2 separate regions of the Strix aluco genome follow, and region 1 is linked to region 2. The links are chromatin contacts, called in public Hi-C maps. All regions are on one chromosome and are shown on one strand. Each heading gives the region's core, a stretch centred on a gene start, on an enhancer-like site or on the middle of the called end of the contact. The rest is flanking DNA. Distances are from core to core; before and after follow the strand shown.

Region 1 (5,022 bases), core at 285-2,784, 160 kb before region 2:
CGGGGGGCGGTGCCGCGCGGCGGCGGGCGGCCCCGCCCCGCCCCCTCGTGCCCCGCCGTGGGGAATCCCGCACTGGAGTCGCGCTGTCACGGGAGGAACACGGTGGCAGCTGCGTGGGGAGCGCGTGTTTCCCCGCCCGCCTCCGCGCCACGGCGCTGGAGCTGCTCACTCGCGCTTCCAGACCGCGCCGCGCGAAAAATACACTTTGCCCACATTCAGAGTGCACCGGCGCAAAAAAAGCGCCTTCGGACACGCGGGAAACGCGTGGGTGTCTCTTGCACGTGGATACAGCTGGAGCGGGCACGCATCCTTCCAAAGGCAGAGTTCACCTCACTCACTGCAAGCGGTGCCAGTGCTAAGCTCCCCCCCAACAGGTCACTAATTCAGCCCCGCTGCCTCTCCTCACTGGAGGGTGGGTGGGGAAAGAAAAACCAACAAAAACCCCACTCGTGGAGGTCTGCAACTCACCTGCTGCTGTCCCGCAGCACGGGGGCACCCACCAGGCGGAGGAGAACAGAGTGGAAATCACTTCGTCAGGGAACAGAGTCACATTTCTCTGGATCTGCAGCAAGTTCAGCACCAGGGCCATGAAAGCACCGACGACGAAGAGCACCACGACCCTCTGCACCAGGTGCTGACTCCAGTTCAAGGTGCTGCTGCTGCTGCTGGTGGCGGTGGTGCTGCCGGCGCGGGAGGTGCCGGGGCTGCGCGCTCCGTGACCCACCAGCGTCAGCGAGGGGCTGGAGACGGAGGAGCTCAGCATCTCGCCCACCTTGGCGGCCAGCCCGGCAGCCGTGCCCCCCAGCTGGGCTTTGTGCCTTCCCCTGGCCGTGCAGGAACAGCTCCAGGCGCAGTTCTCCAGCCGGGGCATTGGCTTCACCGGAGTCCTGAAACACCCGCACGGGGACAGGCTGTCAAACCCCCAACAGCGGGTCAGGCCGACCCCCCGCCCACCGCTGACACACACCGCCGCCGCCCCCAGCACCACCCGGGCTCCCGAGGCGCCGGGCACTCGGCTCCTAGCCCGACGGGCCGTGGGGAAGGCGGGAGCGCCGCAGGAGCGGGGTGACCGGACCCACCCGAGCGGCCGCGGGGGCAGGGGCTGCGCTGGCTCAGCCTGGCAGCGGCGGGGCCCCCGCCCCGCCGTGACCCGAGAGGCTCGGCCCCCGGGGAGGACACGGACAAGGACCCGCCGCTCCCGTCAGACCCACCCGCGCTGCCGCCTCTCCCTCCGAGACGGGCTTCGCTTCCCGGCTCGGGGGTGTAAAACGGCGGCCCCCTTCCCCAGCCCTCTTCTCCCCGCCGGGCACCGTGGGAGCGGGCCCCCCGCCCCCTCACCTCAGGGGGCTGCGCCCGTCGCTGCTGCTGCTGCCGCCGTCGCCTCAGCCCGTGGGGGAGGGCGAACGGCCGCCGCTCCGCCGCCTCCCTCCCGGCTCGCCGCCGCCGGCCCGCGCCCCGTGTAAGGTTTATAAGCACCCAGCCGCGGGTGTCACGTTACCCGCCGCCGACCTACCCGCGGCCGGAGGCAGCGACGGGCCCGCCGCTCCGCCACGCCACCCCTCCCCTCCCCTCGGGCCGGGCCGGGCCGCGCCGGGCGGGGCGGGGCCGGGCGCCAGCGCCGAGCGCGGGAGCCGCCGCGCCAGCCCCGGCGCCCGCGTCCAGTCGGGTGAGGCGGCGCAGCCAATCCCGGCCGGGCGGCTGATATGACGTGCGGGACACACCACCCGCCTTCCCCCCGCCCGCACCGCGGCTGGCGGCGGCAGGACCGCGCGGCGCCGCCGGCCCGGCCGGGCCACCCCCCCCCCCCCCCCGCTTTCCCCCTCCCCGGCCTCCCCGCCCTGGGCCGCGGCCAGTGGCGGGCGGGGCGGGAGCGCGCGCGGGGCGCCCACAGCTTTCCCCCGCCCCCGGCTGTAACGTCCCGCTGAGGGGGGAGCCCTGAGGAGAGCCGGGGCCCGGCTGCACCTGGCACCCCCTGGGGTGACAGCGGCGGTGCTGATGCTCGCGGTGGGGCTGCCGGTGGCGGTGGCCTCTGCAGGCCAGCCCTCACCTGCTCGCCCAGCCCGCCGTGGTGGGCTGCTCCCTTGGGAGACGGCAGTTAGTCATGGGCAGGGTTGAAGGCATCTGTTGCGGCGTCTCCTGAAGAGGAAGGGATCGGTGATCCCGGCTGTCGTGATTCCAAATTGATGGTGTAAGGAGATCCCGCCAAACCCATGGCTGCGTAAGGCCCCGCCAAACTGAGACACTGCATCAGCGACCAGCCATGGGGTGCCCGGCAGATCCCAGACTCCTGACTTGGTGCTGACAACCTGAGCAGCTACTCTGCCAGCACCAGCAAAGCCCGGGTCGTGACGCTCCCAGCCTAGTGTAGCGTCGTAAAAATACACTTAAATGCAAGTTCACCCTCTGGTTTCTGCAAGGGCCTGGAAAGTGGCCTAGCAGAGATAGTCAACTGTGCGAGCAGTACTTCATGTTAGAATTCAGCATCAGAATTTCTCTACAGAGCAGGACTCAGCTGCTAGACTTCTTTTTTAAAATGCTAGTTCTCCAGGACATGCTGGAGGCTAGTGTGTTGATAGTAGGAATAACTGGATTTCATGGTTATTTAGCTGGCCTCACTGGAGCCAGCAGGACTTCTTTTTCCATGAGGTATGCCCTCTTTACAGCTGGAAAGAATGTAGGACCCAATGGCTCCCCAAGCAGTGACACTGAGCATTTAAGAGTAGGTGCTAGTCACGCCTGTGATGGGCAGAATGATGCTTCAGGTTCTTGGACCATCAGTGTTCAATGATGGTTCCATTGTTTTTCATCGATATGTTAAATGTAACAAATAAAAAATATGGAATCAATTAAAGATAGGTAAAGAGGCAGGTGTTCTGTATATCGTAAAGAGTAAAATCCATCTGGGATATGGCTATCCCTTCTGATCTCTGCTCAGTTCTAGCTGGGATGCAAAGAGTTAGGATAGCAGAGCCTGCTGAGCAGCGTGCCTTTGGACAACGTACTCGACTGTCTTGGTGATGGACACATTGTTAGTGCCACTGTTGGAAGTGACAGAAGAGCCCAGTACTTTTAATACTGACTAGCTTGGGATCAGCCCAGCCCTGTCTCGTCAACTTTACTGCTGGACCACTGTAAATGTGTCCTCTGTACATGGAATTGTAAATATTCAGTTTCCATTGCTGTTTTATCTCAAGTAATGTATGGAAACAGCTTTTGGTTTTAGTCTCATGTGCTAAAATTGTTTGGATTCTTCTGTCAGAGTTTTGAAGTCATGATTTATTTCCTTTTCTTAATATTTTTTTCTGACCCAGTGGACCTGCACTATAAGTTCAAGTTAACTATTTTCAGAGAAAACAGTCTTAATATATTGTCAGCATTTTATGGGTTCCTCTGAAGAAACATTTGATTTGTTTCAGGAAATCACATGCAGACATAACACTTCCCTTCAATGGCAACTGTGTACGAGTTTTGAATCGATGCAGGCAATTTATATCCCTGGACCGCTAAGCAATACCTTTGGCGGCTCTAAATATGGGCTAGAATTCATTCCCTGGGAAATTTTCTTTCTTGTTGAATCACTTTGAGACTTATCAACAGGACTCTGGATTTGAGATAAAATGACCCATCTGTGTAAGAAATCTCTCCCTGGAGTTGACCCTCGGGAAACAAATATAATTCATCTTTGCTTGTGCCGCATTTCTACTTTATTTGAAAAGATATCTTTTCGTATTGCAATTTTTTTCCCTGAGTCGTACCCATATTCTCAGTGTCTGGGCAGAGTTCGCATTCCCTTGTGCTGTGTCTGCTAGTTTTCTTTCCTGAAAGAACCTCTTAAGCATTTTTCTCAGTCCTGTGTTTTTTCTTTCCTCATGGGTATGTCTCTTTTGCTACTTCCTGCAGCATACTGTATTACTTTTTTTTCATATTCATAATATCATGTGGTGGTGCCCTTTTTTCTTCCAGGCTTCTTTCAGACAGTAGAGACCAACTTCTGAGATGGTAAAACTTACTGCAGCTTCGCTAAAACCAGTGGAATCAATACAAATCTACACTAGTTGAGAAACTGGCCCTAAGCATGTTTTTCCTGAACTCACCTGCTTAGAATAAAAGTTAAATGCCCCTTATGTTCGTCTTTACAGTCATATTGCTTTACATTTCCTTTTAGAATCCTAAAAAGAGTTAGGCCTCTGCATACTTTGATTAATGCCTGAAATGTTATGCTTAACAGTTATTTCTGTATGTCTTTGTAAGATTAATGACATCGTTATTTTTATCTCATACCTTAGCAAAGACAGCAAAATCTGGAAGTACTCAGCATCACTACTCACCGAATCACAGAATCACCGAATCATCTAGGTTGGAAAAGACCTTGAAGATCATCCAGTCCAACCATTAACCTAGCACTGACAGTTCCCAACTACACCATATCCCTCAGCGCTGTGTTGACCCTACTCTTAAACACCTCCAGGGATGGGGACTACACCACCTCCCTGGGCAGCCCATTCCAACGCCTAACAACCCGTTCTGTAAAGAAATGCTTCCTAATATCCAGTCTAAGCCTTCCCTGGCGCAACTTGAGGCTATTCCCTCTTGTCCTATCACTTATTACTTGGTAAAAGAGGCTCATCCCCAGCTCTCTGCAACCTCCTTCCAGGTAGTTGTAGAGGGCGATGAGGTCTCCCCTCAGCCTCCTCTTCTCCAGACTAAACACCCCCAGTTCCCTCAGCCGCTCCTCTTACAACATGTGCTCCAGACCCTTCAGCAGCTTCGTTGCCCTTCTCTGGACACGCTCGAGTAATTCAATGTCCTTTTTGTAGTGAGGGGCCCAAAACTGAACACAGTAATCGAGGTGCGGCCTCACCAGTGCCGAGTACAGGGGTAAGATCACTTCCCTGTCCCCGCTGGCCACGCTATTTCTGATACAAGCCAGGATACCATTGGCCTTCTTGGCCACCTGGGCACTGCTGGCTCATGTTCAGCCGGCTGTCAATCCACACCCCCAGGTCCCTCTCTGACTGGCAG
Region 2 (5,380 bases), core at 1,229-3,728:
GATGTAAGGAAAGTACTCTTGTGAGAAGGGGCAATTTAGCAATCCCACTGAGAAAGAAGATGAAGCCAAGTAATGAACGACATCATGAAGAGAAAAGAACTCAGAGGAAAATGTCGAACAGAAACCTGAGCGACAGTGATATTTATGAAAGAAAAGAGGTGAGAATTACCAGTGCTGGAAGATGCAGATGATTACAGAGGCACTGAAATCCAAAAGGAAAGGAAACTCAGGAAGCAATGGTGTTAATGGTATCTGATAGATCAAGAATGACAAGAAAAACATTTCACTGCAGGTGAATGAAGATTTTGGTCAAAGTAGTTCTAATTTAGTGGGAAGAAGTCAAAATGGATCAAAAATGGAGTTGGAAAGAGTGAAAATTACGGAAGAAAGAAAGTAAGGGCTGGACCTGAGGGCATGGACAGCAGCTATAAAGGAAGGCAAGGCTCAGGCAAGTATTTTTCAAAGACAGTCCAAAATACTTGGGGCAGAAGAAAATGACCCTAGACAAGAGTTATTAGAAAAGACAGAAAGTGAGATGAGGATATGAATTATTGGATGAAAGGGATAAACAGATTTAAAAGCAGATGGTTATTTCTACTTTTTTTTCCTGCACTATGAAACAAGTGTATCATATAAAAGTTTAAGGACTTTTTACCTTGGTTTTCACTAAAAAATAGATTGTAATTGGAGGGGCAATACAATAGAACCTGCAACCAAAGGGTGAGATCTCTTTCTGGAGTACGACAAGAACAGGTGATAGGTTGGGTATTTCTTATGTAGCTGGAGTAGAAAGGGGTAGATGTTATGTGGAGGTCCAGGAGACCAGAAAGGCAGATGAAGCACCTTTGTTGAAAAAAGATGAGAAATGTTAGGAACTTGTATACTACAAATTTCACTTCAAGTCCCCCCAAAATACTGGATAAATAATAAATTGCTTGTAAACAGATTAGTAGTTTCTACCAGTTATATTTCAGGAATAACTCAGGTTAAAGAAATCTAATTTTCTCCTGGGAGAGTGTGACAGGCCTTGTAGATAGGAGGCAAACAATAGGTGTCCTGTATTTTAATTTCGGTAAGCCTTTTGATGCCATCTTGTAACTTTTAAGTATGGGAGGGAAATATTGTCCAAAACTCCTTTGGAAAGAGTAATGTGGGGGCAAAGTTTATTGGACAATGCACAAATGTTTAAAATATGCTGGATCAATCAGGCTCTTGAAAGTGCTCATTTCTCTCTGTGGACTACAGCTGTCATTTTATAAAGGTAAAGTGTTTATTTCTGTTTCCTGGTCAGTTATCTGATGTTAGGAAAGGTACATCCCCCTCTAGGTTTGAATAGTTTACCATCAACATAGAAGGATGCTTTGAGTAGACTTCTGAGGGAAAAAGTATGATTTCGGTAGTAGTCAGTATGTTCATTAGCAAGTTGGATGATGGAATAGGTATCACACCTATTGGATTTGCAGACACTCCCAGCTGGAAGGGGTAACATGTTTTTTTTTGGGAAAGGACTGAATTTCGAAAGGTTCTTGATGAATTGAGAAAATGGTTTGAAACTGGCAAGAGCAAAATATTGTAACTTGTGTACAGCGTATGTAGTGTATTGTTTGTCACTGCTTGCAGTGGTGAGTCGCTGGCTGTTGCTTAATTTCCCCCGATGGACAGAGATGAAAGCCTGAAATAATGAAGAAAATGGGAGTACCACAGCCTTGACTCCTCGCTTTCACCGCGGTTTTGAGGATGAGGAGTGCGGCTGCAGCCTGGCCCGGGCCCTCAGAGCCATGCAAGGCCCAGCCCGGGGACCAGGACTCAGGGGGCGCACGGAAACCCGCCGTATGAGGGGGCCGCCGGCCGCCACCCACTGCTGCCCTCGGCCCTGCGAGGGCCCCTTCGCCCCGCCTGCGGGGTGCGGGGGGAGGCGAGGCCGCGCCGGGGCGGGAGCGGACGGCGGCAGCGGCTGAGGAGATCCGTGCCGCGGCGGGGCCGGGGGCGGGGCCGGGGCGGGGCCTGGGGCGGTGCTGAGAGGCGGGGCTGGCGGGCGGGGAGCTCCCCTCCCCCCTTCCCTCGCCCGCTTGCCAAGGGGCGGGTCCGGGCATCCCCGTTGCCCGCCTCTGTCGTTCGGGGCGAGTCCATCGCGTTCGTGCGGGGGGAGCCGTGGGCCCGGATGCTGGCTCCCGGTCCGGTTCGGAGAGAGCGGGAGGAGCAGAGGCAGCGCCCGCGGATCGGAGCCCGGCGCTGTCCCGCGGCAGCGGGGGCAGCTGCTCGGGCGGGGGGAGCCGCGGTGAGCGGGCGGGTCTCCCCTCCCGCTGCCCCCCCCCCGCGTCCCGGCGGGGGATGGTGTGTCCCGCAGCGCGCGCCTTGCTCGCGCGGTTCGGCGGCTCGAGCGGGGGGAGGGGACGGGAGACCCGGGCCCCAGCGGCTCTCCGCGGCGAGCGCAGGGGGGATCTGGGAGGGGGCGCGGGGGGGGCCGCGGTGCCGGCGGCCGGGACCATGTCGGCGGACGAGGAGGAGCTGAAAGTGCCGGAGGAGATGTTCAAAGATGTCAAGTTCTTCGTGGTGGGAGACATCGACCCCAAGGTACCGGGTCACCCTCCCCCGTGCCCCCTCCCTCGGCTCCCTCCTCCCGTGCCCCCACCCCACGCCCGGGGGGGGCAATGGGGGATCGTCCAGCTCCTCTCTCCCCCCCCCCCCCCCCCCCCCCCGCCCCGACACTTCCCGCGCGGGCTCGACGCTCACGCGCCGCTTCGCCGCACGCGCCCGGCCGCCTCCCGGGAAAGGCGCGGGGGGGGGGGGCGGGGAGCGCGCGCGCCCCTGGGGGGTGGGGCGGGGTAACGGCCGGTATCGGCCGTGCCCGCGGGCAGCGCGCCGCCACCCGCCATGGGAGCCAGCGGCCCCGGCGCGCAGGCCCTGTAGCCGCCTGAGCGGAGGAGGGGCGGGCGAAGGGACTTCCTGTGCCAGCCCGGGCCGGGCGGGCAGCCGGCCGTTGAGCGGGGCAGCGGCTCTGCCGGCCGCTCCTCCGGCCCGGCTGTGGGCCGCTCCGCAGGGCCGCGCTGGGGCCCGCCCGCCTGCCCGCCCTCGGCGCCCCGCGGTGGCAGCCCCGGCCCCTCCCGTCCCCGCCCCGCCGCTGTATCCGGATCCAGGACGGTGAGGGTGGCAGGCCGCTCTCGGCGCAGGGAGGCTTCGTAAAGGATGGCTTGGCGGGCTGCCCCCTCCCCACACGGACGTGCCTGCCCGCCCGCTCCCCTCCCGCCGCGGTGTGGGCTCAGCCCGGGACCCCCGGGGCTCTGGTGCCCGCCCCAGGACCTTTTGGACCCGTTGGGTGTGCAGAGGTGCTGATGTGGTTGAGGCGTCATCTCCGTATTTTCCCTGCCCTGACGCAGAGGAGGCAAGGAGCAGAAGGTGCTGACAAATGACCATCCAGCCCTCTGACCTAGGGCAATACCCTGCACGACAAGGTTGGCCTACTCTGGTTTAGGGCAATCCCCGAGATGATGAAATTGGCCTTCTAGTTAATAACACCCAGTCATGTTGGGTGAAGGTGGTTTTAAAAAAAGTTTCTGTGGCATGTCCAATTAGACGAGTGTTTGAAGTGTACCGTATCTAGCTTTCGGACAGCACCTTCGTGCAGATTACTACGCATTTCACACTGAAATGAAAGTCTTTGCTGCTTTGGTAGTTGCTGCAGTTGAATCGTAGTTCAGCATTGGGTTCATTTAATCTCATGTTTTGGCATTCACTGACTCTTCCAGGCCTTTAAGTGAACTTGAGACATAGGCACTGACCTGTTGAGAGAGTTTTTATTCATAGGAATAGGATTATATGCTAAAAGAAATACAGTCTAGGAATATAGTTAAGAGCAGGAAAAAAACCCCAAGGTCTTCAGACATAAATTTTTTGACAACATGTTAGAGCTTGAATAACAATTCCTGTATTAAAAAAAAAAACCTATAGCAGCAATATTACTGTGTGTAGGAAGATGAGTGCAACAAAACAATAGGACTCTCGTATATCATTTATCATATAAATAGTGTCCCAAAAGGCATGTAGTTAGTTCTGTGTTGACATAGCAAGACAATCAGTGGTATTCCCATAGAGTGAGTAAACAAGCATTCTGTTAATCTGGTTTTCTTTCTTATGTTAAGTTTTATTTTTCTTAGCAGTTGGTGTCATTGCCTTAAGGCTTTGATTTGCTCAAAATTAGGTACACTAAATTCTCCTCTATTTGTGGATGGCTTCTCTGGGTTGCAGGCAGACGCCGAAGGTGGCTCTGGTGGAGTTGCTGAGGTCAGGCACAGCACTGCAGCAGAACTGGCTACGCTGCTTCCAAGACCAGGTCATTCTGGGAGCTCCTTAGCCACTTTCTCATCGTGAGTTGAGAAGTCCTGTGGCTCTGAGCTGTTTCTGTGGCTGGCTGGCCTGTTTAAACACTGTTCCCTCCGGTGCTCTGGTTTCTGAAATGGCTTGCTGGCCTGGCACGGTGTTATACGGAGGCCAGGGCTCTCTTCTGCCTGTACTGGTGCCTGCACTGGTGAGCCCTCGGGAGCACCAGGCACTGGGGAGGGCTGAGCCCTGCCTGGGCTGGGTTGCAGAGCCGATGTCAGAGCAAGGAAGTATGTTGGGCTGAGCTTGGGGCCAGCTCTTCGTGGGTGCCTTTGTCCTTTCTTCTGCAGGTGCCCTCTGTGGTACCCTGGGAGCAACCTGAACAAGAGGAGTGTTTACCAATCGTGTTTTGAACTGAGACAGAAGGCAGAAATTCTAAACTCCACAAACTGCTTTTAAAAACAGTTCTTATAGTGTTGTTCCATTAGTAATATAATATATTTGGGGCTCTTTACTTCTTCATATACAAACAGATGCTAGCTTGATTTTGAAAAGAAGTTTCCTCCTTCATCTTTTGGAGAGGAGCACGCTTTGATCACCCTAATTTTCCAAGTGGTTTCATGGAAAACCAGTTATCTTAATAAACATTAAAACAGGCCTAGCACAAGTGACCACTCTAATCAAAACAAATCCAAGAGTAAGAAGAAAAAAAAAAAGTTTATATTCAGGTGGGTAACTGCATACCGATTACCTAGCATAAACTAGAAGGGAAACAAAAGTCTGGAATTGTGCCTAGATGTTCTTTGGCAAATGAGAGGGAATTAGGATGCTGGCTCTCAACTTTAAATCCATTCCATTGGGATGTGCATTTGGCTGCTCACACTTTACAGGGGGTGATGAGTAGATATCAGCTATTATTTTTTTAAATGAATGATTTTCCTACTTTCCTAAAGATGTAAACCCAAACCATCATGCTTTGGTAACAACAGTTAAAATCAGTATTTCATACAGAAAGAGATAAAAAGTAATGCAATGCAGCATAAGGACTTTGAGCAGGATATTT

Evidence for each region. Hi-C and Micro-C count contacts between places; a contact is called where the count stands out from the background.
Region 1: a Hi-C map of brain shows a contact between it and region 2, with 3 times the contacts expected there. The contact joins the promoter of INSIG1 here to the promoter of PAXIP1 in region 2. A contact is called at or near these places in 2 of 2 Hi-C or Micro-C datasets (brain and heart).

Annotation. Positions count from the first base shown.
Region 1 is chr1:112,616,732-112,621,753 of bStrAlu1.hap1, reverse strand. It overlaps INSIG1 (insulin induced gene 1), which reads right to left and starts at 1,534. Exons shown (of 6, transcript XM_074831485.1): 1 at 1,339-1,534; 2 at 469-887. The coding sequence starts at 871.
Region 2 is chr1:112,455,656-112,461,035 of bStrAlu1.hap1, reverse strand. PAXIP1 (PAX interacting protein 1) reads left to right here and starts at 2,478. Exons shown (of 21, transcript XM_074831474.1): 1 at 2,478-2,574. The coding sequence starts at 2,488.